Linked DNA regions of Zea mays: region 2 is linked to region 1. Evidence: chromatin contacts called from public Hi-C data. All regions are on one chromosome and are shown on one strand. The core of a region is the stretch at or near the end of the contact, and the rest is flanking DNA. Distances in the headings are between cores, read along the strand shown.

Region 1 (5,852 bases), core at 3,161-5,660:
AGACGGCAGGCACTGCACGGGCTCACGCCTCACAGAGAAAGCAACAAATCCGGCGCCGCTCACTCGCTGCCCCGACCCGCAGATTAGCGAGGGCCAGACGAGCTGGTGAATCGAACAGAACGCTAGCAGCGAGACGTTGAGAGAGAGGGGGAGGAGGTGCCTACCTCAGGTCCTCCCTTCCTCCGAGGCGAGGGGCTCCGGTCCTCCCTGCCCCCGAGGCGACGAGCTCGCCTGCCTGGTCGCCGTTTGTCGGCCTTGCCAAGCGCCGCCGCAAGCAGCGTCGGAACTGCCAGGCTACTAGCAGATAATGGGCTACGAGCTAGCTGGGTCTTGTCCCGTAAGTAAATAAGCCAGCCCAAAACTTTCGAAGACCACCAATGTCACCACGCTGCGCTCGTCGGTTTGGACTTTGGAATTCAGCAAGGCGGGGCGGGGGACGGTGAAGGTTCGGCGGGCCGCGGGCCGCGGGCGTGAACCCTGGGCGGCTGGGCAGGTGCGGTGCGGTGCACTCCTGGGCACAGCGTCGCGTGCGGCAGCGGTGGGCGGAGACCGACTGAGAGTGAGCTCACCTGTTCGTTGTCGTGGCGAGCTTGCATTGGCTGGCTGGCTCGTAGACCATAGCGAAGCCTTTCAAACGACGGCGTCGCAGCATGACAAAGATTTCAGAACACGATAGACCTCTACATTTTGCACAAAATGAAAGAGGAATTGAAAATGAAGTAGTGTTATGCCAAAAAAAAAAGTTCAAACCTACAATTGATACTGTTTATTGATAAAATAAGACCCTATTTTAATGTACTATTGTTAATAGTTAGCTGTTAAAATTATCTAAATAATTGATTTTACCTAAGTTGCATGAGAATCAGAGGGGTTAATGTAGATTAAATCTCTTCCTATTCAATTTTCAGTAACAAATGATTTAATTCCCTTCAATCCACCCTTATCTGAACAATATCTAAAGATTTAGCGCAAAAGTGCAGAAATTTGATCGCTTAAATGAATGCATAGCCAAGTTAAATCAACAGATTACACCTTCAACAAAATCAGAAGCAACACTGCCACACCACACATCCAATACATCACATAGACTAAGAAGTCCAAACCAGATGTGGATTCATCATTTCTATATCGTCAAGGAACATCTTTCACTTCTAACTCAAGTCTTGGCTAGAAATGACACCCAAAACAAACTAACCAATGCCTGATTCACTCTACCGTCCGTTTTGTCCTACTTCACTTTCTTCTTTGCAAGCTTTTACCAAGTTTGGGGCCTGGAGGAAGGCCGAAGAGGTGGTTTGTGACGTGGGAAACTTCCTACGAATCATCATTTGTCCGCCGCTCAATCTTTTTCCTCTCACTGAGCCCACCTTCCATGCCAAACTCTTCTGCGAACGCCTCTATGTCAGGTGACATCTCAGAGCAGCCCTTCCGGCCGACAAAATGCGGCGGCTCGGTGCCACATCTCTCCAGCCCCATAGCACTGCCGATCTGGCTGTGCAAGTCTTCAAAGTCCTCTGCGGCCACCGCTTGCCTTTTCATGCCCATCTCAAGGTCCACGCTCGTCTTGGGTGGGCTTAGAACCCGTCCCATACTGAGGGATGACGCGAAGGTCGAAGAATCGGCCTTAACTTTTGCTCTGAAATCGTGTTTTGAGCTGGGTATCCTTGAAAACAAGACGTCGATGAAATTCTGACCCACTCCAAGGTTGTAAGGATTTGTTCTCCGGTCATAGCGGTATCTGAAGTTCTCATAAGTAGTCTGAAAAACGTTTTTTTCATGAGATTTCAATCTGCTAGCTTGCTAATAAACTGCAAAGCAAATTAAATGTTACTCCAGTTACTCAAGAATAGTCTTACCTGATTTGTAGAAATCAAATAGATGTGGAATGAGGTCAATCCTCCTACAAACCACACAGCAATAAATGTGTATAGGATGAGAAGACCGGAGATAGGAGACTTCAAAAGAGCTCTACCAATTTTGCATTGATGCGTGTCCATAATTCTCCTGAGATTGACCCAGCAGAATGCAAACACGTATATGCATAGTACAGTAGTTGAAGACACAAACATGAAGAAGAATCGGTAATTCCTCTGCAAGAAAACAGAATACGGGGCATGATGAGTAACATCCACAGTTAGAATTAAATAGTCAAGGATCCATATTGCGAGCACCATTGGGAGAAAACATAAACTGCACATATCCACATTCCCTCCTCTCTGTCTATTTCCCATTACATCATTCAGGTTTTAGCATGACTAACAAGTGACTGCTGCCTCAGCAATCTAAAAAAATTATATTTATTATAAAAGGTACCTTCATGTATATGACCATAAGAATGAATACTTGTCACTTCATTTCTTTACCTTGCCAATGCACTGGCCTACCCAAGGACAGTGGTGATCAAAACGTTCTACACAGTTGTTGCAGATTGAGCAATGGGAGCACCTTGGCGGACGATAAAGCATGCATGTATGGCAATATTTGACCTTGACTGAAACACCATTGACAAGAACATCCCGGGTAGGTGGTAAACCTGTCGAACCTTGTTGACCACCCGGGCAATCTGGTAAGTTGGAGGATTCATCGATGTCTTCAGGCTCTGGGGGATGAGTGTTTCGAGGAACAATTCCAGGATCACGGCCAGATGTGATAAGTAGAACAATAAGAATCTGAAGAACAAGAACAACAGTAGATCAGTTGTCTTTTCAACTAGTTAACAAGTTGCAGACACTATATTCATTCTATTTCAATATCTATATGCATAATCGCTATGAACCTACGACCATCTCCCCAAGGCAACTATGGTATAACTTATAACATGGTAAAAGCAAGTGCAGATGTTTGTTGTTCCCAAAAGATGGATAAAATTTTCAAATGCGTAACTTTGCATTTGAAATCCAACAAATAGAGGAGAAAAAAAATACAGATCAGTTTGTAGAGACTGACTGTACAAAGCTCATAAACTTACATATGCTGTAAAGATGACAGCCACAGATGCCACCCAACCTCCAATTTGGCTGTGGAACTCATGACCAAGTTGTGGACAAACGGTGGCAGCAAAGAAGATCACTGGGACTACAATCAAACATACTGTGAGCACGAGTGACCTCACATCTGGGCCAAAGATAAGTCTCCCACCAAGGAAAAATAACTGCAAGAACAGAGAAGGAAAATGGACGAAAAACATGAGCTTTATTCCAAGACACGTTAAGGATAAGGTAGCGCTTTGAAAAGTGAAAAACATAAGTATTTAAAGTTTGGGTATTTTTCAATTATTATGTTAGTAGCCAGCACATTTCAACTACGGTGAAGATAAACATGATGGTTACAAAATAAACAAAGTTGATGCTGATGAGTTCTAGAATATCTTTCTGCACAGAAACAACTTGCAATATATGCATAAATCCATAAATATAAGAGTATTTCCCCCCGAAAGGACAACATATGAAACGTGAAAACAAGAACAGACAGTAACAGTATTCTAGATTGTGAATTACACCTCAGCTGAAATTTAGCACTACATTATTCCAAATCCTTTTCAGCATTTAAATTTCTATCGCACTCCTGTATTTGCGTCGTGCAACAAATCAATGCCAAATAGACATCGTCTTTGACGTGTTCCTACACTAGCTGCTTCAGTAAAGATATTAGCCCATTATCATAAAATATAAACAAACAAGAACCTCTATTTATATGCCAAGTGGCCAATATAACACGCATCAGCAAACACTAAACATCACCTAGACCAGAATATCTTCTATAGCTTTTGGATGTTTATGCTGCTATTACAATTAATTCCAAAATAACACCAAGACTTCAACAGTCTCTGTCTCCACGTACTGACTCAAGTCAACATAAAGCGCTGTTTTTTCACATGTAATTCCCTGATCCTACTAAAACCAACAAGGGCAAGTAGCCATGACCCATCTTAAGAAAAACCGCAGAATCATAAACCAGACCGAGAGAGAGAAAAACCCTCACGTTGCTGCCCTTCCACGCCTGGTACACCCGCCGTGGCGGCGCGTCGAGCTCCATGATCCGCCGGTTGGAATCAGAGAGCTGTGCCTTCCCCTGCATCCTCCCTCCCACAGCTCCGCTCACCCTCACAGAATTCACAGAAGCAAGCCCTAGTTCACCCAAACAGCCCCATTGCGCTCACGAGCCCCCCGGCATAGGAATCCCAAAGCCAGTCACCGGACCGCCCGCAAAGCACGGAGGGCAAGCGGTTCTCTCGCGGATCCCGGCGCGGCTGGGGCGCAGGCTCGGACCGAACCGGCCCGCGAGGGACGGCGAGTCCGGAAATGGACAGAGTAGGCTCGGCGTCGGCGGCGGGGAGAGAGGGGACAGGGGAGCGAGGAGAGGATTACTGTGTGGGTATCGGCGGCGATGCCATCTTGGGATCGCAAGGTATCGAGCGGTGTCGCTGAGAAGAAAGGAATAATCTTGGGAGCTCTGAAGTCTGCAACTGTGAAGACTGGAGAGTTCAGTGCCACCTTCGTTATTAACCCTTCCAAACAAGGTTATTTCGAATAAAGACCCTTTGCGCAGGCTCTATTACTGACAAAATTAAAAAAATAGAAACGGTTTTTTATTTGACACCTTAGCTCTTAAAATATAATTTTTCTCTATTTGATTCTGAATATAAATTTGGTTCACAATATAACTTTTCGTAAACTGTAAGCTATCCACCGCGACTCCTATCTCATCCTCTTATTTTATCTTCTATTTTAAACTTCACTTTCTGTAAATATTGTGTTATCTACAATGTAAATCTCCTATTTTTTACGATACACCGAAGACAACCTAATTTCTAATAATGTTATCAAAATAATATTTATGTGTAAATATTTGTAATAAAAATGAGAGGCAGATTATTCATCATGCATGTCTTCTTAGAGCTGATTCATCTTGCACGCATGAGGCATGCAACGGAAAGATAAAGGTAACTTGCTTGCCATCATGAAGACAAGAGCTTAGAGGGCAGCATAAAACAAAAGGTTTGAGATGAAAAGACCAAGACCAACTGCAGAGGCTTTGGCGCCGGAGAAGCTTGTGTCGCTTGCACTGGACACCATCATCCAGTTCGGTTAAAAAATAGTACTAGGACGGCGCAGGAGGAAGAGAGGAGTTGAACAGCTGGATGAGGGCGCAGCCAATTCGGAACTTTAATGTCAATGGTTCAGACATAGTTGGTGTTTGGTTCACATACACATACACATACACCATAATGTTTGCGAGATGGGAGATTACAGTATCTCAAATGGTTTTTTCTAAAGAGTCATATACCCTATATTTAGAGATAATTCTCCTCATATACATGTTCTAATGGTGTTCTCTAAAATAATCTCTAGATATAGCTTCATCCCCTACATATAGTTGGGAACAGGTCAGGTGTAAACCAAACATTTGGTGCAAACCGTAAGCGCACGAGTGTTCGTGCAAATGGCTATACAGATGTACTATGAACATTTGCCTTACACATCAAATAAAAAAAAGATGAATTGTTTTGCCAAACAATTTGTTAAAAAGGCACTAACGCCTATGGAAGAGCTGCTCCTACAAGAAAGTCGAAGCCAAAACTCTGCTACGAGACATATGAAGTTCTTACTCTGTGCTACGAGACATATGATGTTCTTTTTTTTTGTTTGCACTGAAAGTTCGTTTCTAGTATAATTCATGCACAAGGGATGGAGGCAGCGGTGAGGCGAACGAGGCTCGAGCCCCTATCACTCCCGAGCCTATTGAACCTCGTTAGAGCCTCCCCTAAAATTTAAAATATTTTTCCTCTGTTTTTTTATTTGTCGTCTTTTAGTTCAAAAATAAACTAGCGGACATCAAATATTCAAGAACGT
Region 2 (6,460 bases), core at 1,918-4,417, 150 kb after region 1:
CTACATCACAACCTAGTGCTCCAAATGAAGATGTAGAAACATTTGGTGTTCCAAATGACTATACCGAAGATGCAGAAAACTGTAATTGACAATGGTGGCCATGAAGACATCACTACTGATGTAGCACTAGTGCGTGTGGAAACCCCTCCTAGTTCTCCACCTAGAAGTGTAAAGTGGCTTGTTAAGAAAATTACTCCGAGGAAGAAACTGAAGCGTGATGCGCAAAGCGAGTAGAACTACTGTTGCCAGTCATTGTTGCCAGTCAGTTTGTGAACAACATAAATTTCTGTCGTCAGTTTGTGAACAAAAATTCATCAGTTGTTGCCAGTCAGTACTGTGTGTGTATTAGGGAACAATGTATCAGTCGTTTGTGAACTCTGTTTGTATCAGTTTGTGACCTCTGTTTGTATCGGTTTGTGAACTCTGTTTGTATCAGTTTGTGAACTATGTTTATATATGTTTGTCCCAAAACCTTGTGTGCTTCAGAACTGTGCAATACGCATATGCATTAGTTCTTCTGCTCTTCTATTTTCTGAATCAGGTCTTCTGCTCGTGCTCTTGCAAAACAGAGGTCACAAACAGATTGGTCTAGATGGGTTCAGAAAAACAGATTGGTCTAGAAGGAAAAGTATCCAGCTCTTCTGCTCTTCTATTTTTTGAATTAGCAATCTTACAATATGTTTTCATTCTGTTTCCAGAAACACCAATTTTTCAGTTAATACAGTCAGACACACCACTTTTTCAGTTTGTTCAGAGTCTTTTTTCAGTGACAAACAAAGAATACAATCAGAAAAAAAATAAAATGCAGTCACAGAAACATAGAATGCAGTCACTGAAAACAGAGAATCGCTAGTGCAGTCTGTTTTCAGTCACTGGAAACAGAGAATCACTAAAAACAGAGAATTCAGTCTGTTTTGAGTCACAAACATAGAATGCAGTCACAGAAATCACTGATGTTCCCATTTAGTAGCAGATGGATAGTCTTACATGAAGACAACCACATCAAGATGTTACAAGTACATAGTCTTGACATCACAAAAGTCTGACTTACTGGTTACAAGTTCATCTCATGACCACAAAAGAAACAGACTATCTGCTTATAGGACCACATAAGAAACATACTAATACTGTTGACAACTCAAACAGTACGATCAAAAATCTCGTCGTAGTCGTAGCCCATAATACGACAATGCTCGGACAAAGAGACAACCACTTTATTCTCCTCCCACTTCATGTCTTCAAAAACCATTTCCCATAGCTCCGGATCTTCTGACACGTATCCATCCTCTTGGTCCTCAACATCAGAAAGGTTAGGGTGGTCTTCAACATCTGAAGGGGGATGATAAAGGTCCCAACTAGGACATTTGTTCTCTAGATCTTCTTCACACACAATTGAAGTCTTCTCGAGACTCTTGCACACTTCCTTCAAATGGCCAGCGAGCTTTCCAACCTTACCCCCTTCAACTTCTGGGATACTGCAACACATCCTATCAATGGTATGTAACAGTGAAGATTGCCTCCTCATCTCTTGAATGGCATATCAGAGTGAGTTCTTGATGCTAACGTGATACTTCAAATCAACATGTTCCTGTACAAATTAAACTAGTTGTTGAACAAGTGGATGACTAAGCAACCATGCTTGTGAAGAACTAACCCTAATTTGAATGAACAACAACAAAGTAAGGCTAGCTCCAGCAAGGGACCCTAAAGGGTTCTGTACCCTAAATATAGAGGATCAAATGGTCCTCTACGCTTTCCAGCAGCGTCCTCTAAACGGTCCTCTAAATTTAGAGGACGCTGCTGGATTATCTATATATAGAGTTTCTCTAAACGGTCCTCTATCCATTTGAATACTTTAAATAACCGATTTAGCAAAACTAAAATATGTACAATACATTTGAGAGTATGACAAATACGTATGTACAAAAAATAAAAATAAAAATGTCTCTAATATAGATATTTGAGTATAGAGGACGTGATTTAGAGGACGTTGTTGGAGAGGAAAGAGATATAGAGGATGAAATCTTTTAGAGGAGACTGTAAAGGACGGATATAGAGGATGAATATAGAGAACGTTGCTGGAGACAACCTAAGAGAGAAAGTAAATCAGTCACCAAGGAATCCACCATGGAGTTATCTTCAACAAATCTTCGATACTTCACAACATCGACGACAATAGTCGCAGATTGAACCGCCGCACACGCCTCCTTCTCAGCAACCGACGCCGCACATTTGGCCTCCGCAGCTGCAACAGCCGCAACACGAGCAGCATCAACAGCTTCTGCAACAACGACGACCGGAGCAGTTCGATCCATCTCTCGGGCTTGAGTGAGGCGGCTTGGGTGCGGCGGCTAGGGTTGCGCAGCAAGAGGAAAGAACGGTGGCTAGGGTGCGGGTCTCGCGGGTGCCTGGTAGGGGAGAATAGAGGGTAACAGATGTATAAGAGACGACGTGAGTATCACTGGATTAATCATCGACGTTACCTGGTAATGGAGTCGTCTTGTCCGTTTTGGAGTGTGGGCTATCTCTTGGTTTTTCATAACGATGAATCCCTCTCCGAAGCCTCCAATTCCTCGAAGCCACACCGAATTTCTCGGTTCGGACACAGTAGGGGTGGACGTTCGGGTTACCTGAAAATTTCGGGTCGGGTAATTCGGGTTTTTAAAATTTCGGATTTTGAGAATCGATACCCGAAATTACAACGGGTTTTGCAATACCCGAAAATTCGGGTACCCGAAATTTTGGGTTCGGGTATTCCCGAACTACCCAAACTATTGTGTCGGCTTCATAAAAATACATACACCCTATTAAATTAGTATAAAAATATAGTTTGAATAATGATATACATGGACATATAAAACACAAGCAATCTACAATCACAAGTTATGCACACATACACATATTTATAAATGTACAAATTAATAATTAAGCATGATATGAGTACATGACACATGAAAGTTCGGGTAATTCAGGTATTTCGGGTACTCTATTGTGATACCCAAATTACCTGAACTAAATTTGGGTTTTGCAAGTTGCTACCCGAAATTCCTGAACAAAATTCGAGTTTCGGGTATTCCGGGTTCAGGTATTCCAGGTTCGGGTTTCGGGTTACGGGTTTTTTGCCCAGGGCTCACAGCGTCCCTACCCTCTCCTGTCCTGTCGTTCTCGTGCAAGCTCACGGTCCCCCACGCCCACGAGCGCCTCCGCTGCGACGAAGAGAATCATCAGGCAGAGCGGGGGTGGGGCGGGGCGCAGATGGATCTAGAGAGGTCACCGCCAGCGTCGTCGGCGGAGGCGCCCGGGGACGGCGGCGGGGGCGGGGCCGCGGCCTGCTCAATCTGCCTGGATGCGGTGCTCGCCCGCAGCGCTGGTCGCTCCGTCGCCAAGCTACAATGCGGACACGAGTTCCACCTAGGTCGGATCCCCCGCGCCGCTGCTGGGCTACGTTTTTTCGTCATCCGGATCTGCCTGTGATGGCCGCCTTGGTCGGGTAGCGTGCGTCACCGGCGTAATTTGCCGTAAAAGAGGCTGAATTTGGCGTAGAAGAGGAATTCTGATGTGTCGTTTTCCAGGATTTCATAGCGTCGTCGACGTGGTTCAGACTTAATAACGGAGATGCTCTGACACATGTTCGGATGGTGAGCCTGATGATGCTGATGCTGATGGGAGTGAAAACTGCACGTGTAAGAGCAAGTAGTGCTGTTCCTGCATAATTGGAGCTCCAGGTTGACTTGCGAATCCGAGGCTTGGATTTAGCGGTAATTTAGGTTGCTTCACTAGCGGTTGGCCTGTTGCCTTGAGGGTTGTCGTGATTTAGCTTAGTTGTTATTAGGCCTATAACGGCTTTTGAAAGCAGGGACAACATCAAAGGTTCGGACCTTTGGGTCTTGTTCTTCCCATTCAGGTCACACCTTGTGTTAAGTACTGAGTACTTCCCTAGAGCAAATTTAGAAAAAAATGGGAGCTTCATCTCGTGTGATGCAAATTTAAAATTCCTATGACCCAACTTCTCAAATTTCTTCTATCTGATCTGTTAGTTGCTTCTAATGCTGCCCATCCTTTAAGTTTATGCTTGTTTTAACCGACTTAGGTTGTTTGCAAAACTGAACTGATGTCTTGTGATACCTAACTTTGCTAAATGATGGATTGGTTCCCTGTGCAAGTCATTTGATTGACATTTACAGCGCGAAATACATTCTGAGTTTATTGGAAAATTTGATCGAACAACGAAATAACATATTGTGATTAGGGATTTGAGGACTTAGGTTTTAATTCTCCATTGAAATTTATATGCACTGAATTTAATATTTTCTCACACGCCTGTACATAATTGATTAATCTTATACAGGTCAAATTGCTACATATGTAATTGAATGAAAATGAACCTGATTATCCTCAGTTATCAACCACAACTTCTCATCATGTAGTTATGCAAGTGAATATTTTTAACTGATGCCCAAACAAACCTTTAAATCATGCCTTAGCAATTTTGTCAAGCACCAATTTTAGTTCAACTTGAACACCAACAGCACAGTTCTATTGTCACATCAGTTTTTTTCCACTTATCTCCAAGAATGTCTCTGTCCCCTCACCCTTGTGTGTTTATGCGATAATGTGCATGAAAAATACATTATGATACCTTACGCAGATTGCTGAACTAATCAAGATTTTGTTGCCAGATTGTATTGGGTCTGCATTCAATGCAAAAGGAGCGATGCAATGCCCTAACTGTCGGAAGATTGAGAAAGGTCGCTGGCTTTATGCAAGCGGACATCGCGCCTCTGTTGATATTGATATGGGTGGCTGGGTGACCAGTGACAACTATGATATCACCTCCGAGCTTGTAAGTGCACATCTTTGAGTAGATACACATTTAGGTCATGAAAGTACTAACTTACATTTCTGTTGATTCTGTTTCATGAGTACTCATCTTTTTAGTCTGTTATTTGTATATTATAGGCACTAACTAGAACATGTGTTGTAGTGCCGCTGGCTTACAATGTTTTGGTAGCTTGTTCTCCCTCTTTTTAGGGAGTAGTTTAACTGTGCAAATCGTGTTTGATGGTAACATTTCCCTATAATATTTTATTGGTACTAGTTTAAAATATCATAAATTCATAATCATCACCAAGAGATTTTGAATATGAACCTAAGGCTTTTTTCTCGAAAAGCGCAAGAGAACTATGCCCCATTATATTAAGAAGAGAGAGAAAAAGGTCTAAAGAAGACCAGGTACAAGGACTTCCTTACGGAGGTCGAAAACTCAGAAACCAGAAAAGATCCATCTAGCAAACTACACTACACAGCTGACCAAAAAACCTTCCCCTTAGAACTAAGCATCAAGGGAGGAGACCACCAATAAGAGAGGCCCTTGGCCCCAGCCATCTCCCACATCAATCTCTCTTCCCTACCTAATCTAAGAGCTAGAGAAACAGTGGGGGTCCAACCATCAAAGATACATTTGTTTCGATGATTCCAGATGATCCAAGCTCCTAGGGCAATGAGAGATTTAGCCCCTTCTTAATAGGTCCATTGACAGACCCTGCAGCTTCTTCCCACCATATCATGAAGGAGGGCAAACCTGGCTATGGGGCGAGCACTTGCAGCCCTACTTGTCTTAGCAGCTTGAACCAGATATCCCTTGAGAAAACACAAGACACTAAGAGATGGTCCAAGGTTTCAGCTTCTTGATCGCATAATGGGCACTTGGAAGGATAATCAAGACCTCTTTTAGCAAGTCTGTCAGCAGTCCAACACCTCTTGTGAACCTAAGGTTGTCTCCAGCAGATTGTGCATATGGACGTGCAAAACACTGTTTTGCACTGTAGATTGCACTATTGTCAGAGTAAAGTTTGAAATAGGAGATGAGATGTGGGATAGGATGGGTAAGCCGTTGGAGACAACTTAACACTATCTTTGTGGCACATGACTGATGTCATTGGTATAATTGTTGGTCAAAGCATGAAGTTCAACATTCAAACTACATGTTATAAAAAATGAAAGGAGGGTATATTGAAAATGCCGCTAGAAGACACATTTTGCAGTCTTGGTACATCATTACCACCTGTCATGATTTGATGTTTCCTATTTCTCATTATCCCATTGTCTTTATTCACAGCCTTTTGGATTTCAATGGTGCCCCTTTAGTGGATTCACCCGGCTAGCATCCATGTTTGAGTAAGTACTCCTTATCTTTGATTGGATGGGGTTTTGCATCATGTTTTTAATGATTGAGAAGCAAGAATGAGGATGCCATCTTCCTTATATTCAGAAGAGAGTGCCTATTTTGCCATAGGCAAGTTTTGATGTGGGACACTGAGATTAGGTGGTACTCCCTCCGGTCTGTTTTATTAGGTGACACAGCAAAAACTGTGAGTTCATTTTATTAGGTGTGTTGCTTACTTGCTTTGATCTCTGTGTGCATTAACTCAGCTGGAGAAGCTGAAGCATCCAGCGCTGC

The links. A called contact is a pair of places that touch in the nucleus more often than the background predicts.
Region 2: a Hi-C map of leaf shows a contact between it and region 1, with 5 times the contacts expected there. The contact joins the promoter of LOC100216604 here to the promoter of LOC100274463 in region 1. A contact is called at or near these places in 10 of 25 Hi-C or Micro-C datasets (bundle sheath, ear, endosperm and 4 more) and 1 of 3 datasets of contacts at active chromatin or transcription factors (leaf).

Annotation. Positions count from the first base shown.
Region 1 is chr4:199,513,621-199,519,472 of Zm-B73-REFERENCE-NAM-5.0, forward strand. It overlaps LOC100274463 (putative protein S-acyltransferase 7), which reads right to left and starts at 4,411. Exons shown (of 5, transcript NM_001148822.1): 1 at 3,982-4,411; 2 at 2,969-3,151; 3 at 2,364-2,669; 4 at 1,857-2,090; 5 at 1,086-1,758. The coding sequence starts at 4,077. The coding sequence ends at 1,315. LOC100275453 reads right to left here and starts at 573. Exons shown (of 7, transcript XR_004857919.1): 1 at 165-573.
Region 2 is chr4:199,667,692-199,674,151 of Zm-B73-REFERENCE-NAM-5.0, forward strand. It overlaps LOC100216604 (putative RING zinc finger domain superfamily protein), which reads left to right and starts at 3,168. Exons shown (of 6, transcript NM_001143017.1): 1 at 3,168-3,415; 2 at 4,680-4,843; 3 at 6,119-6,177. The coding sequence starts at 3,256.